4 separate regions of the Zea mays genome follow, and regions 1, 2 and 4 are each linked to region 3. A link is a contact called in public Hi-C data. All regions are on one chromosome and are shown on one strand. Each heading gives the region's core, a stretch centred on a gene start, on an enhancer-like site or on the middle of the called end of the contact. The rest is flanking DNA. Distances are from core to core; before and after follow the strand shown.

Region 1 (4,334 bases), core at 200-2,699, 500 kb before region 3:
AAAGGGGTGTGCAGACACCTTGATTTGTTCGTTAACTTTAGTCGACCTTCTTTTTTGTTTTCCGCGTGGAAAGATGCAGAGTAGCGCCTCACGCTGCCAACATATGACAAACATATCCTGGACTGGACGGCGGTGTAGTCGTCTATCTCCTCGAGTCTTGTCTACTACTCACCCCGTCGTTGGCCCGTTCCTTTCTATTCTTCGGTCTTCGCTTTCTGAAGACAAAATCGAGCATACTCAGCTCTGACTAAATACATATAAAAATATTTATATTTATAGGATATAACTAGTACGTATTATTTTAAGAACGTATTTAGTACTGGCGCTGAAATAAGAATATCAGTACGTGCACGTACTATAGTTCAGTCGTGAGCATGCATTGTCATGGATTCAAGGATTAAACGCCCTATGTAGGAGTACGTATCAAAAAGCATGCCCCATTATTATCATAAATTCAGATATGTTCCCCGATGCAGCTCACAGTCGCTAGCTTTGGACATTCTCCCGGGCCATCATATGTTCGCCATGACTATATATCAAGCAAATCAATGATTAGATCTTTGACCAACTAACTAATTCTCCTTAAACATCATGCTGATCAATCCTCATTATCTGTTCATGTGTAACAAATAGTGGCATACTACTGTGTGCAGTTATAAGCAGTATACTATATACTCCCCCCATGTGATGTGTGTGTACATACGCGTACGTACGTACGTACGTACTTATTACTCCATGTGACGTGGTCAAAACTGAAAGCGTTTGTTACTGCTGCATATATATGCGAAGCTTCGTATGCAGAGTGATCCAAGAACGGCTTTATTATACACAGCCTAGCTAGCCTAGCGATGATTTGACTTGCGTAGGCCGGGATATATATATTTGGTGTCTGTAGTGTAGTGTGACTCGATCTACGGCGCTAGTAATAATCTTTGATCCACCGAGGGCATAAAAATATTGGCAAGGTAAACGGGGAAATCTTAGCATCACCGAATGGCGGACTCGGCGGTGCCGGTACATGGACGTGGCAGAGCTGCTAAACTAACGCTGCAGGAAGAGTACGACAGCCGTACGCGCATGGTCGGATCTGTCCCGTGCGGAACACGTACATCACCCCGCCACCGGGGGGGTGGGGGCGTACGTACGTGGACACGCGGTGTACCGAACTGCTGATGCACCACCGGTCCAGCATACTATACGTCTCAACTCTCTCACCCACTCCCGTACTGCGAGCGAGCCTGCTGCAAAGCTAGAGTAATCGAGGCCGCCAGGAAAACGACAGTGGAGGGCAGCGCGGTCATTTCCGCAGATATTCAAATGATCGGTGGATTTTGCCGCCTCCCGCGCCACGCCAGGCAGGCAGCTCGTCGTCGTACTACCGCTCCTGTAGTCAGTCCTGTGCCGCCGAGAGCATGGGCGGGCGCACATTGCCACCCGCGCGCTGCTGATCTGCAGGCCGCGCGGCCCCACTGCCTCCTGGTCCCGACCCCCCTTGGAGGCTTGGACCTCCATGCATATGGCGGTCTCGTTTTCGTGTCAAGGAGGCAATGCATGGTGTGGTCTCGCGTCTCGACCTCTGCCCTGATAATACTGGGAAGACGGGATGGATCATGGAGGAGGAGGAGGTGGCCGGCGGACGGAGGGGGTAGTCAACAGCAGAGCGCGCCTCGTTCTTGGTTCCGCGCGCACGCACGAGCTGCAGCGGCCAGGACGAACCGGGGCGTGGCCGCCGCTGCTACAGGCCTACAGTGCAGTGCTTTGTCCTGCATCAACCTATCCGCATCGAATCTCTGCTGCTGGGGCCTGTTCCCCCGTGAAGAACGAGCCTAGCCTAGTCTGTAATTCGCTCGCTGCTTTCAACATCAGAATCATTATTCGTAGCATGGTTTTATCTAGGTCAGTTTAGCACTCATGGGTTCATGATGCGTACTACTGTGAATGTGTTTTTTTTAAAAAAAAAAGTTTAAAAATAGACGCTCTTTTAGAGACGGATTCAACGATGACTCACCTAGAAAGACAGCAGCAGCAGCTCCTGTCCTGTCTGCCCCACGCGTGGCGGCGTGATCCCCTACGAAAACCCGTGGGTTTGCACTGAAACATCCGTGATTATCATCTTCGTGGCCGGGCCAGGGGCGCGGCAATCGACAATCATACAGCAGTGACGACTACTGGCCTCTGTCCACGCAGTAATAAGGTAATAATAACAATAATAATTACAAGCAAGGTGTGTGCTATGCGTATGCCTAGGCCTTCTTGGAGCTACATTACAAATACGTGGCCTTTTTTTTTGTTGTTTACCTCGCGCGTACTGCATGCCACCTCCGTACGTATGCAGCTCTACCACCGTCCGTACGTACGATAAAAAAAACTAATACATGTCCGTTTGTCACTGCACACGAATAAATCGCAACGCGCCATCTCCATGCACGCTGCATCATGATTCAGATGTGTTTTTGGCATTTTAGCCAGCATTCTGCACCGCCTCCATTCAGCTGCATGCGTGGCTAGTTCCTGCAGGCAGATTAACGTGATTATACCTGGTTTAAAATAACGCAGCGCCGGCCAACGTTCGGACGACGGAAGTTTGTTTTTGGGACCTAAGCTACTACTGTGTGCTGTGTGCATTTTACAGCACAGGCCGTTCGCTAGGAAGATTCCTAGTAACTTCACCCAAAAACAGCCCACGTGTACGTCAGGAGTAAGATAACCTTGCCTGTCTATAGTGTGTGTAGTAGGAACAAAAATTTGCTTGTCTCAGTTCTTGGCTCTCTCTCGTGGCTCGTGATCGAGCCCAGAGTGAGACGCGCCCAAGCGATCGATCATGCAGACGCATGGACAGACACACGATCAGTGGCTCAGTTCCCCCACGACTTTAGGAGTGCATTTCTTTCTGCCTGGACAAACACGTACCAAGACAAGCATGCATGCATGCGGCCGTGACAATATTTAAGCGCTTCAACGCATGAATATAAGTCCCTAGAATACGGTCTGCTAATATAAAGATGGAACAAGCTGCTGGCGTTGCAAATGAGCTAGGATTATTCAAAGCAAAATGCAAATGCCCCTGCGTTTCACGTGAGGATGGATCGATCTTGAATCTGCATATGGCACTAGCGGGACACAAGTTGCTCTAGGCTTGATATATTTAGAATGGCGTGAAAAAATACACATTATTGCATATATACGTCATATCATGATGTCGAACTTGTAAATAATGGCGTCAACAAATAAAATATATGAGAACCAGGAATGAAAACGTGATAATAAATGTATATAAGTTCTCGGAAAAACACTTTAAACTGTACCATATTTTTACTTACAGCTACCGCATCTGAATTTTCCTCGTGTAAAGCTTGTAACCGAGCGTGGATGGGAGTATCCATTGTCCACAAGCAATTTTGTACATATGTTCACAATATTTCTTTGATAGAGTGCTACTTCCCATTAGGAAATTGTGTACGTCTCTAAGCTACACACTACAACGACTCCATTTTTCCTGAGGAATTCTCATTTTGGCAAAGGAAAACAAACTAATTTTTCTTGAGAAAACGAAAGTCACTTGGAAAAATAGGGTTGCCAATCTAGCCCTTAGAAGGTAGGGTTAAATTACATTTGAAGACGGACACAACTAGCGACCGTCTCCATAAACCACGACGGTTACATGAAAATGCCGATTTTTTTTTTGTTTTTAATCCTTTTTCCAACAAAAAAAATATATTTAGACCCCTTGATGACTTATTTCATATTTTTGGACCCTTTACTCGGTGTCATAGCCTATAATGCCGAGCTCTGACGTGGCTTCGGCGGCCAGCGGTGGCTAGGGCTACCGTGGCGCTAACGTGGCATCCTAGCTCGGCGCCATAGATATTGCCGCCGAGCTAGGAAGTCCTATAAATCGGTCGTTCTCCTGGCAGAGAGTTGCGCCCACCTCTTCTTTCTTCTTTCTCTCCATTTCAATCTTCTTCAAAACCGACCATATTCACATCAGAATTGTTGTATTCGAGTTGGAAAACTTTGTAGACCAAGGTATGTTGTCTCACTGATTCGTTTGTTTTGTACTAGTCAGTTGCCCGTGCGTTGCGACGGCTCACAACAATACCTACGCAAACTATCCACCAAAATGATCTCAAGATTTTTATTGCGACGACTTACAACAATATTGTGTCCTCCTCGGTGGCACACACGGAGAAAGGCCAAGATCAAGACCAACTCGCCCCGTACCCGCGTTGATGAGTGTCGGTCGGCTCGTGGCTGCGACCGTGGGCGAGGCGGTAGGATGGGGAGAAAGAACATGGCAAAGGCCTGGAAGACGAACGGGACGTCCGACGACGGCG
Region 2 (3,815 bases), core at 561-3,060, 340 kb before region 3:
ATTTTTAGTTCAAAAATGAATAGAAATAGGGTCCGATCCTAACATGATCCGATCCTTACATTTTATAGTGTAAAATTTAGAGCCCATTGTCACCCCTAGCCGTGCCCTGTGGGCCCAGCGCCCGCGCAGCACTCTCTCAAGTCACATCTACTGCTCTGTGGACCCCATCGCCCGCGCAGCCAGCTACTGCGCCTGCCCAGCATCTGACCCCGCCCGCACAACTACCACACCGCACAAAAAATAGTGCAAAGCGAGCACTTAAACCCACGCCCCCCTCTCCAGAAATTTAGGGCTAACCACCAGACCACATGTACCTTAGTGTTTAGAAATAAACAATAACTATATTTGAATAAATATCTCAATGTATATAACAACCGTAGCAAAGCACGGGCAACTGGCTAGTCAAGGTTTAAAAGAACTAAGGTACCTTCTATCAACTGCATAGCAAGGGGAATTGTCATCTGTGGTATGCCTAGGGGTCCTTAAAAAATAGTGTGTTCAACAAGCATTTCTGCCTGGATGCATCATGGCCTCAGGGAGCTTGTATCTTCTTACCTTGCCAATAAGAATGCGCAGCGTGTGCAATGATTCCTTCCTAACATCTGCACTTCCCCGGTGCCCCCTTGATGCCTCAAGTTCTGATGCCTTTCATATGAAAACAAAGCAAATCACAATTAAAGATGTATCACACCGAGAACAAATGGATGTAAATGTATATTCAAGAATGGCCACCATACTTGTAGAAGAAGTGAGAGCCAATGTCCTACGGCAGCTGAAGCATTTTGAGACTGAAGAAATGCAAGCAAGCACTCCTCTGGCTGCGCAGAGTGATTTGGGCGGACTACACTTCTAACCTCCAAGCATGTACTGGTTGGGATCGTAGGTAACACTATTCCGTGTTTGCAAGAACAAAAATGGTCCAAGCATGGCTGTAACTGCAAAACCAAAGCCCTGAAGCATCTAATAATTGCACCACGGAATTCCTCTGAAGCCTCTGAAGGTGAAAGCATAGCCCCGGAAGTCAACTTTTTCAGCATTGCTACCATCTTGAGGAGGAAAATGAAAAGAAGAGCAAGAGTTACAGACAGAAACCACACTGTGTGCCTAATTCATTTCATACTGTCCTCAACTGGCCCCGATTCAACTGTTGAAACAAGTACTATTTCATTTCATACCGTCCTCAACTAACCCAAAATAAACTACTGAAACAAGTACTAGTTACACTACGGAGTCAGGTTTTCACAGCTAACTGGTAGACTGTAGTTAAGGGATCCGATGACATGAGTACGGTAGAGCAGAAATTAAGCGGGTGACCTGATTGACCGAGGTGAGGTGGCACTTGGTGAGGAGGACCTCAAGGCAGGTCAGACCAGCTTCGGCGACGGCATCACCTATATCAATGCCCCCTGCAACCTGCCCCGGCGCATTGCCTTGCTTCCTGCACTGCACCGCCGCATCCAGGAGCAGGAGCAGTGGAAACACTGTATAACTGAGACGGGAGAGGACGAAACACAAATTAACATACCCAAACCAAAAACCCAAGACAGCAAAAACAAGTGAAGGGCTGAAGGCGAAGTGACGATTAACTCGAAGCAGAGCTGCAGCGCCGGGGCCGGGGCGGCGCGGAGGAAAGCGGCCATTTCGCGTAGGGAGGAGCCGGAGCTAGAGATGGGGCGGCGAGTGCGGAGGAGGTCGAGGAGAGCGACGGTGTGGAGCTTGAGCTGGGCGAAGACGGCGGCTAGGGTTTCGTCGGAGGCCGCCGACGCCTCCATCGCCATATATAAATCGGTTGCGACGGCGAAGAGGAGCCGAGCTGTGGTTTGTGGGATCGCTGTTGTGCTTGCCTGCTTTCCAATACCGGCCCCGCAAGGTTCCAGGACGTGCCTAGTGGAGGCGACACGAGACGTCTTTCGGGTTTTTCTCTGGAAGCGCCAAGCGACGAGGAGGAACAAAACAGGGACAGTAGAGAAGACGATTAGACGAAGGCGTACGAGAGCTTTCGATATTTGGCATGACATTCGTTTGTAACAAAAGGTTTCCATACAGAAAATTTGAAAAAAAAATCAAAACAGAATAGAACGTCTGACATAAAGAAAGTAAGCTATCTTTTTTTAGTTCTTTTTTATAGAAAGGGAGCACCATGTTCTCTTCTCTACTACTGCACTGTAGACCACAGGTGGAACCGTGTCCCTAGCTTCCTCGCGTGATGCTCCCACAATCCCACACCGACGCACGGCGCCACGATTTCCGTTGTATCTCATCTTCGGCGCCTTTTACCAGCACGGCGAGATGACAAAGCGACTCGCTACCCCGGCTCGAACTTGGTCACGTTTGTTCCTCTGCGCCGCGGCGTGTGGTCGCGGTCGGTCATGTACGCATGCAAGACACAGCATAGGACAAGCTCTGCCATCGCACAAAGTCAGTCACAGGCCAAAACAAACGTCATGCATGCCATTGTTTGTCCTGCTGTGTTACTTACATCCCTTTTTTATCTGCGTGTGACCTACCCATCTCATCATTGCCCGGCAAAAAACTTGCATTCGGCAATGGAGTCGGATCACCATTTCTATCACAGGAAAAGGAATAACACGACCAGGGAAATGGACATAGAATACCATTTCTTTGGGCCGATTGATGAAGAAGTGTTCCTTTCCTTCCTAAAGAGCAGGTGTGGCAGAAGATTCCAATTAGTGGTCAGATTTTCTGATAGCCTGATTATGATGTGACGTGACAGAGGCGAGAGGTGAAAAAGGTGAGCAGCCTAGGACACAGTAAAAAATACCATGTGTGTTACATGTGTGTAAACCAGGTAGATATGGATAGAATAGAGTGAGGCCTTCTATGAGCTTTGCCCTCTCGACCTTGCATATAAAATAGATTCTACTACCATTAAGACTGTAATGTAGACCACGAGTGGAACCGTGTCCCGCCTTCGCCCCTGCGCGCGATGCTCCCCACGGCCCACACCGACGCGCGGCGCCGCGGTTTCCGTTGTATCCCCATCCTCAATGTCTCTCGTGCCATCCGTGCCCTCACCATCGCCAGGCGCACGTCGTGCCCACTGCCCCCTCACCCCGCCCTCCGCACCATGCCTCAGCCAACAGCTTCCACAGCCGTTGTGCCAGCCGCCCTCCGCTATCTCCGTCTGGATAAAGTCCACGCCATCAATGTCCTCTCCCCTACCAAATAACTTCTTCCCACGCCGGCGGATGTGAGAGCACCTAGAGGGGTGAATAGGTGATCCTGTATAAAATAGCTTAACAAAACAAACTTGGTCTAATATTGAATTAGTGAGAACAAAAACCAAGTCCGAATGAAGAGGGTGAGAGGAGAGAACTTCTTCACTTAATTGCTCTCACTAGGTGAGTATTAAACTTAGAGCAATATTGTATGTGAAGTGAAGTACTAGAAAGAGTAGAATCGCAATAATGTAAAGTAACTTAGACAAGTGACACAATGATTTTAGCCCCTAGTTCGGTCAAGCGGAAAATGCTCGCCTAATCCACGTTGTGGCATCTCAATAGACGAGGATTGCACTCAACCCCTCTCAAGTGATCTAATGATCAACTTGAGTACCACAGTTTTCTTTCTTATCACAAGCTTTTCCAGTTGTGAGGAATCTCTACAATTTAGAGTCTCTCGCGCCTTACAGAGTTGATCTCAAATAAACCACAAGAGTAAGGGGGTAGAAACGCACACAGGAGACAAAATCAAAGCAACACAAACACGTTGAGAGAGGAGCACAAGAGACAACACAGTGGAATTACAGTTCAAACACTTGCTCAAATCTCAAAGTATCAAACCAAAAAGTGTGG
Region 3 (4,204 bases), core at 253-2,752:
GTGTATTGTATCCTATGACATAACTATAGTGTATTTTACATCAGTCTAATCCAACACTTATTTGGAGACATAATATTTCAGTTGTAGCGTAGGGGAAGAGAAGACTAGAGTTGTGTGCAAGAAAAAAACTTTGGTCCAAACCAAAGTTTTTTTACCACAAAAATACCATTGTATTGGTAAAACCATGGTTTAAAATATAAAGTTTTTAGATGTGCTTCCAAACGCCTTTTAGTGTAAAATACGTATAATAAAATTCTACGGTATTGTCTTGAGACTAAGAAAATATTATATTTCCAAACAGACTTAATGTGACATGAACTAAACTTTAATCGACGGAACCAAATACCCCTATATGGTCACTAAATCAGCCCTAAAATGACAATTGTGTCTCTTGAGAAGTCATACATATTTGTTTCAGAAAGTAAACGATGGATCATGAATGTAAGAAAAAACAAGGCAGGCTGAGTTTGTAAAAGATAGAAAGGGCACAAGTCATGAACAATAGTACAATACCATGACATTGACATCTCAATCACTCGAAAATCCTTACATGTGCTTGAAATTGAACTAGCAGGAAGCAACTAGATTGATTTGGAACTGGACAAAATCATCCTTGACGCTACAGCCTAGATGGAATCCCACCTTCACTATCATCATGGAGTCATGAATTAGGCTTCTTGCAAGCACAAACATCTACACCCTAGAAGTTCCTTGTTTTCTTGGATGCTTGCCCCAGCTCCGAGAGTTTCCCGTGTTGCTTGGGCATGTAAGCACCTGAAAAACACATGCCCCAATGGGGTACAAATGTAGCAACTGTATCAGGAATGTACACAGTTCATTCATTAGGAACAGGAACACTGAACTCAAGCCATATAGACAGATTAAAAAAACTGGTTAGAAAACCAAGTTATGCAACTAATTTTAGGAGGAATCCCTTGCTATACCAGTTCTGGATTCGAGATTGATGCGGAACCGCGACGCGCGCGAACATCCAATTGTCATCGTCGAGCGACCTCACCTCCGCAGCGCTTCCATCACCTCAAACTTGAGTTCTGTAAGGCCAATCCGATCGGTCAGTCACTCTGACTCTCTAAGGCATTCACCTGTCAACGCTTGCACAAGGGAGAGGCGTATCACCAGCCATGGTCTCGTCCTTGCGGTAGAGCGCGTCGATGGAATCGGCAACGTCTTCGGCGGCCGAGACGGCTCCCCCACTCGCCGCCGAGACGGTCGACCTTGCCGGCGAGCTCATCGCGCCGGCTCTTCTCGAATCCGCCCTCCACCTGGGTGAATCGGTGCCTCCTACCGATTAGTCGTCTCTTGGCCCACCTACGCTTCATTTCGTTGGGCTGACTCGTCATTCTATTGGGCCAACTCTAATCATTTTGTTAGGCCGACTCTAGTCAGTAACAGCCCACAGGCCTAGTTCGCATAATGGGCTCGTGGACCCATTCAGCTTCGTCTTCCAAGTCCCATCCGACCGGCCGACCGAATGTAGCGCACCAATCCCATCCTCCACCCAATCGAAGGACCTAGCGAGCGGCAGCGGCGGCGGCGATCGGAGAAGATGGTGCGCAAGGCGAAGGTTGAGTTCGACGAGCAGCCGCCGGATAACTTCGACCCGAAGAACCCGTATGCCGACCCGGTGGCGATGCTCGAGTACCGGGAACACCTGGTGCGAGAGAAGTGGATCCATATCGAGACCGCCAAGATCATCCGGGAGCGCCTCCGCTGGTGCTACCGCATCGAGGGCATCAACCACCACCAGAAGTGCCGCCACCTCGTCGACCAATACCTAGAGGCTACCCGCGGCGTGGGTTGGGGCAAGGATGCCCGCCCGCCTGAACTCCACGGTCAGAATCCATGCCTCGTCTTATCCTTATCCCGGCATGATCTATTGGTTTATTTGGCTGTTGCTTCTTCTGCTTCGCAGAGCCCAAGAAGACCGTCAAGGCGGAGTAGCGGCGCTGCTGCCTTGCTTCTCGTGCTGCTGTTCCTGGATTGGAGAGGTGATGCCTGAACTAAGCGCAGCTTCAAATGAAATGTTTTCCTTTCTATGAATAATTAATCTATGTGGTGGAAACCGAAATTTCATTCCAAAGCCATTTGTGATGCTGGAAATACATTGCAATCACTCTGCAAGTATGCATCCCTACAATTTTGGGAGGCTGTCACCAGCCCAAATATGGGTCCATGGTGGGACCGGACAAAATCCCAGGAAGGGCCTGTCATGGGCATCATAGGGAGCGGTCACTCATGTGGGGCCGCACCTATGCGCGCCAAAAGCGAGAGGCCGCAGGGGGCGCTGGCAGCAGCGCGCGCAAGGAAGGCATGGCAAAGGAAAGCGCGCGCAAGGAAGGCATGACAAAGGAAAGCGCGCACAAGGAAGGCATGGCAAAGGAAAGTGACTGATTTGGTGGCTAAATTGATAGACCTAAATTGTAGGGGAGATAATTCCAATTAGTCACTTGTCTAATTAGTGGTTGCCTAGTTGGTCAACCGGTGGCCTATATATAGGCCTGTACGCAGAAGACAAAGGAAAAGGAAGATATCATCAAACCAATCTCTCTCTCTTGCAATGACTCTCAAGCGCCTAGGGCTGCTACCCTAGAACCAAGCCTGCGGCAGAGGGGTATAACCTCGCTGGAGAAGACAGCTATCCCCATGGACCGAAGACACCTGGTATCCATGGTGATAGCTGTCTTCTCCGGCGAGGTTATACTCCTCTGCCGCAGGCTTGGTTCTAGGGTAGCAGCCCTAGGCGCTTGAGAGTCATTGCAAGAGAGAGAGATTGGTTTGATAATATATTCCTCTTCCTTTGTCTCCTGCGTACAGGCCTATATATAGGCCACCGGTTGACCAACTAGGCAACCACTAATTAGGCAAGTGACTAATTGGAATTATCTCCCCTACAATTTAGGTCTATCAATTTAGCCACCAAATCAGTCACTTTCCTTTGCCATGCCTTCCTTGTGCGCGCTTTTCTTTGCCATGCCTTCCTTGCGTGCGCTTTCCTTTGCCATGCCTTCCTTGCGCGCGCTGCTGCCAGCGCCCCCTGCGGCCTCTCGCTTTTGGCGCGCATAGGTGCGGCCCCACATGAGTGACCGCTCCCTATGATGCCCATGACATCTCCCCCTCCCTTGAGGACCAGCTCGTCCTCGAGCTGCCATAGACTTACCTGACATGACTTAAGGTTAAGCCTTTTACATCTCGGCTTACCTTTATTATTTAAGACGAAAATACAAAATAATTGTGGAACTAAAATATAAATTTGGTAAGCCTGCGGCAGAGGGGTATAACCTCGCCGGAGAAGACAGCTATCACCATGGACCGAAGGTCCATGACACCTGGTATCAGCTCCAGGTTATCCTCACCACCACCAGCCGCCCATCCCTCACCACCACCAGCTGCCGCGCCATCAGCCGCCGCAACACCCTCCTACCCGCCCTCTCCAACTCCAGATGCATTCACTCGGCTCAAAGAGAGTTTTGGCCGTTTCGCAGAGCAGTGGGATCAGTTCGTTGTGATGTTCCACCGCTACAAGGAGAAGACAGAGAAGGAACTCCAAGCAGCGGTGCGGCTTCAGACGGCAGCACGAGGGTTCCTGGCACGCCGCCAGGTACAGTCCCTTCGTGGGGAGAAACACCTTGCTGTGGCCTCCAGGGCCACCCCATGGCCGTCATCACATGAGCAGGCCGTGGTGCGCCTGCAAGCCGCAGTGCGCGGCTTCCTTGTTAGGCGGGCGGTGTGGAAGCTGCACTTGCTGATCAGCTCATCGCTGCACCAACTCGCAGCCTGCGCGCCCAACCACCAGGTCTCGTCTATACTTTTTGAACCCCCTGCAGAAGTCGAGATCTGGGTATGCAGCCCCCCTGCACAGCTAAAGAGGGTCGTCTCCTTCATTCAGGCACCTGCCTTGGTGCTGGACAGACCCAACATAAGAACAGGCTGGTTCCTCCTCCAGCTTTCATCCTACGTGAAGGCCGCAGTTCAGCTCTTTCCTTGGGATCCAGGAGGACAGGAGGACATAGCTGCAGTTCAAATTTATATTTTAGTTCCACAATTATTTTGTATTTTCGTCTTAAATAATAAAGGTAAGCCGAGATGTAAAAGGCTTAACCTTAAGTCATGTCAGGTAAGTCTATGGCAGCTCGAGGACGAGCTGGTCCTCAAGGGAGGGGGAGATGTCATGGGCATCATAGGG
Region 4 (3,954 bases), core at 792-3,291, 300 kb after region 3:
TTTGATTTTCAGAAAAGTTGGATTATTTCTCTTAAGAACGGAGACATGAATCAACGTACAGAACTGGACTCAGAGCCCCGCAAAAGAATTTTGGCTGGTGTCAGCGAAAGACAACCAACCACTTGACAACACAACTGAGATTCTTATTCGTCGGCATCCTCGTCGTGGAAGCGCAGGTGCCTCCCCTCCGGCACCAGCAGGCCCCTGAGCATCAATGCGCGAAGCTCCGCCGTCGCCTCAGCTGCATCCGCCTCCTCCACCCGCTCGATCTCGTCGTCACTGTTGTAGATGAACCTGGTGTGCTTCCCCTCGAACTGCGGCAGCACGGTCTTCTTCTTCTCCTCCTCCTCCAACACGGTCATCCTGCTCATCTCCTCGCACAGATCATCGTAGCAGTCGTCATCGCTGTCTTCGTCCCAGTCCTCCTCCTCCTCCTCCTCCTCTTCGTCAGTGTACTCTGCTGCCAGCTCCTCCACGCCCAGCTCTTCTTCGTCGCCCTTCTCAGAGCTGGCATGGACCTGAATGGACCAGGCAGAGGAGCTGTCGTCCTCAGGTGATGATGACTTGTCCACGTAGCTGCCGGTGCTGCTCTCCTGGAGGGAGAAGGTTGACGAGACGGCTGATCCACTGGACTCTTCACATTTCTCAGGGGAGTCATCGAACACCAGCGCACGGTTCAGCTGGCAGTCCCCGAGCTTCTCCTCTGCCTGATGAGGTGGAGGTAGGGAAGCTGCAATGACCTGCACAATAAGGGGAGCAGCAGGAAGACACCTTACGACAAAGTGCTACGCCTCTAAAACATCTAGGCTGAATTCCAGGTTAGATGATACGAGTAGAAATCTAATTTGCAGTTCTGAAAGAGCTGGGATGCCATTGACATTTGAGTAGGGGCTAACAGTGCAACATGAAAACATTCAGAAAATTCATCATATATCAAGATTATACTGCTTACAGTTACTCGCCTTAATTAATTTTAGTTCAGGGAAAAATAGGAACCCATTACCACCCCTACATACAACAGGTCATGCAGAATTGCATCTAATCTCATGGACGTGCACAAATAAGGTTAACGAATGAAGATACTAGATGAATTGGACAAATGGTAGGTACTTCGGCATAAGGTTGACTATATGCGTTCCCTGACTGAAATTGGAACAGAAACATTGGATCAAGTTCTACCTACCATGCACATGCCGAGTTGCAGAGTATTGCTCCTCGGGAAGTTGGAAGATTTCATACAAGGGGGGTTCAATAAGTGCAGAATCGACAGTTACATTACCTGAAGCTTAGGAATCAGCAGTTCCTCTTCGTCTAGGACGCAGGGCACGACCGTAGCGCCATCAAGCAGGAGGAGACCTTCCCTGGGAGTGGGGACGGGCTCGATCTGCGGCGTGTTGGCTGGCGTCGGCGCAAGAAGCTGGGCCGGCGACCTGGATACACCGAGCAGCGCCTGGATGCGCGCGGGCCTGACGATGGCCGCGGCGGCGCAGCCCTGCTCCTCTTCGACCTTGTGGAGGAGCGCCTTGACCTGGCCGCGCAGGAGCGCCTCCCCGGAGCCGGGCGTGCGACGCGGGGCCCTGCGGCGGGTCTTGGCGGCGGTGGAGGCGGGGGTGGTATCGGTGGCGTGGAGGGCGCCCGCCGCGAGCCCGACGATGGGGGAGTCGTTGGTGATGTCGTGCAGGGCGGCGCGAGGCTGGGTCTCCCCAGCGGCGGCGTTCTTGGCGCGGGAGAAGAGGGCGGCGGAGTCCGGCCCGGCGGCGGCGCTCTTCTCTGCGGAGAACCGAAGGTGGGCGTCGTCAGGAAACACATCCAACAACGCGTCGAGACTGCAGAAGCGATCCAAAGATCAAGAAACAGAGAGTCAAGGTGGGAGAAGAGGACTCACGGGCAGATGCGGCGGCGAGCGAGCGGGTGATCCTCCTGGAAGACAGCGGCGTCTCCATCGGTGAATACTTCCTCGGCGAGGTGGGTGAGAAGGGCGCGTCGCTGGCGAAGCGGAGGCTCGAGGAAAGAGACGACGTGAATGGGAGCGGGAGGGAAGGGGAAGCGTGTGCTGGAGACGGCGGCGGAGGAGCGCGTTGGGTGGCAGTTTTAAAGTGTTGGAATTTTGGCAGGACAACGGTAATATGACCGTTGTCTTGGCGAACGGACGAGGAGACGGCGAAGACGGAACGGCGCTGCTCGCCGCTCGCCCCTCTTCTTCCGTACTAGCCGTTGCGTGGTTTGTTGCTGCTGGTGTGCAAGGCCCCTTTTGTGTGGTGTGAAAGGCCCTTTTGTGGCACTAAATGTAGATAGATCAAATAGAGAAGGCCCATGTAAATTCAGAGGACCGCGATTGTGCGTGCGCCTGTGCTAGCTTTTTTTCCACCTCTTTGATAGGTGCAAGAATACCGTTTTTTCAAGGGATTTCAATTTTTCCAAGAAAAAATAAACTAATTTCCCTTGGGAAAATAAAAATCCCTAGGAAAAACGATATTTCCAAACTAGGCCTTATGTGTATATTTATACTAGGAAAATGTTCGTACATTGTTACGGTTTTTATTACTGTTTAAGTACGTTACTACAGTTTTCATTTATACTTAAGTATAGAATATGTTGGTCTCTTGTTCTTAAATATTGTGAATCAAGAACAAGGCAACACAATTGTTAAAGATTAGAGATCTTCGTCCTCCGAGTCATCATCTCCTTTCGGATTTGATGATCTTCAGACGATCACTTGCAAGAATAATGATTCATAAAGATGATAAACATTATCCATTTGTGTCTCAATCATATATTTATTTCATGATAAACATATGAGTAAGATTCATATTACATTGATACCTTCGTCTTGTTCGAAGGTGTTGACGCGAGAGCGATTACAATCCAGCGTGAACAGTACGGGGGTACTGTTCACCTATTTATAGGCACGGAACGCAGCCCGGATAAAAATACATTTATGACATTAACATTCGTTCATAATTGTAACATAAATCATTAGGGACTAGCTATTCTTTTCCTTTTCGGCTCAGCATCATGCTTGATCTTCGACACCACTTTAAACCGATGATGTTACTCTTCGGCTATAGCTTCGACGTTCATTGTTGTTATTTTCGGGCTATATCTTCGTCTTAAAGACCTTTGACGGAGGAGAAAGCTCCCATCACGAACCTTAGATTGTGACGAAGCTCCTGTAATAGTCAACATTATGCTAGAAGCAAATGGTTAGTCGTGTTTATGAGGACCTTTATAAGAGGAAGGCCCCCAACAGTAGCCCCTCGCAGTATTAGTTTGTTTCTTCGTAGCAAATTCAAACTGCGATATGAACAAATTCAGACTGCGACATGAACGAAGGCCTTTAGCCGAAGGTCCGAAAAAACACCTTCCTTTCGCTAGAATAGCGAATTGTTCTGAATCGTGGGACCCATCGCTCAGTGGTGCTTTGTATATATATATATATATATATATATATATATATATATATATATATATATATATATATATATATATATATATATATATATATATATATATAAAGGCTTGCGCTATGAATATTTTTCGTGCCATCTAGCTTTTGTGTTGTGATTGTCATTTTAGCTTTCGTCTTTTGTTAGAGCAACTGTTCTTTGAGCTTCGGCTTTTGTTGTGATCAACATCGAAATGGCCGAAAATAAGAAGACTGTAGACCCCATGCTTGCTGGTTTTTACGAAGCTATGGAAAGAACCAACGTTGAAAAAATCACTAATGAAATGTTGGCTGGGCTGTCTAGGGATTCCAGCGATAGTGAGAGTTTCGATGTGGAGAGTGATAATGAAGATGCTGAAGATCGACCATAGAGGCCAAGTCATGTTATTTTTGGAAAGTCCACTGTTAAGCAAGGACAGATTGAAGCGATGAAGGGGAAATATTTCCATGACATATCTATTGTGAGGGCTAGAGGAGAGAGTATCGTTCCTCTTCCTAAGGCAAACAAA

The links. A called contact is a pair of places that touch in the nucleus more often than the background predicts.
Region 1: a Hi-C map of leaf mesophyll shows a contact between it and region 3, with 5 times the contacts expected there. The contact joins the enhancer-like site here to the promoter of LOC100191555 in region 3. A contact is called at or near these places in 3 of 25 Hi-C or Micro-C datasets (ear, leaf and leaf mesophyll).
Region 2: a contact with region 3 is called in a Hi-C map of ear, with 3 times the contacts expected there. The contact joins the promoter of LOC100273882 here to the promoter of LOC100191555 in region 3. A contact is called at or near these places in 5 of 25 Hi-C or Micro-C datasets (ear, endosperm, leaf and 1 more).
Region 4: a contact with region 3 is called in a Hi-C map of leaf, with 4 times the contacts expected there. The contact joins the promoter of LOC100274729 here to the promoter of LOC100191555 in region 3. A contact is called at or near these places in 2 of 25 Hi-C or Micro-C datasets (leaf and tassel).

What each region holds. Positions count from the first base shown.
Region 1 is chr5:45,170,437-45,174,770 of Zm-B73-REFERENCE-NAM-5.0, forward strand. No RefSeq gene overlaps it. Among protein-coding and RNA genes, the nearest start is that of LOC100304398, 77 kb to the right of the region's middle. Within about 2 kb of position 1,450, at least 19 of the 20 cell types and tissues checked have an H3K27ac peak or open chromatin away from gene starts, as enhancers often do. A contact at or near this core is called in ear, leaf and leaf mesophyll, where this site is marked.
Region 2 is chr5:45,333,443-45,337,257 of Zm-B73-REFERENCE-NAM-5.0, forward strand. It overlaps LOC100273882, which reads right to left and starts at 1,811. Exons shown (of 18, transcript NM_001362448.1): 1 at 1,588-1,811; 2 at 1,315-1,489; 3 at 738-1,046; 4 at 556-645. The coding sequence starts at 1,778.
Region 3 is chr5:45,670,208-45,674,411 of Zm-B73-REFERENCE-NAM-5.0, forward strand. LOC100191555 reads left to right here and starts at 1,503. Exons shown (of 3, transcript NM_001294148.1): 1 at 1,503-1,853; 2 at 1,934-2,009. The coding sequence starts at 1,568. The coding sequence ends at 1,962. It also overlaps the pseudogene LOC103626292.
Region 4 is chr5:45,971,458-45,975,411 of Zm-B73-REFERENCE-NAM-5.0, forward strand. It overlaps LOC100274729, which reads right to left and starts at 2,042. Exons shown (of 3, transcript NM_001149027.2): 1 at 1,886-2,042; 2 at 1,280-1,770; 3 at 1-740. The coding sequence starts at 1,943. The coding sequence ends at 144.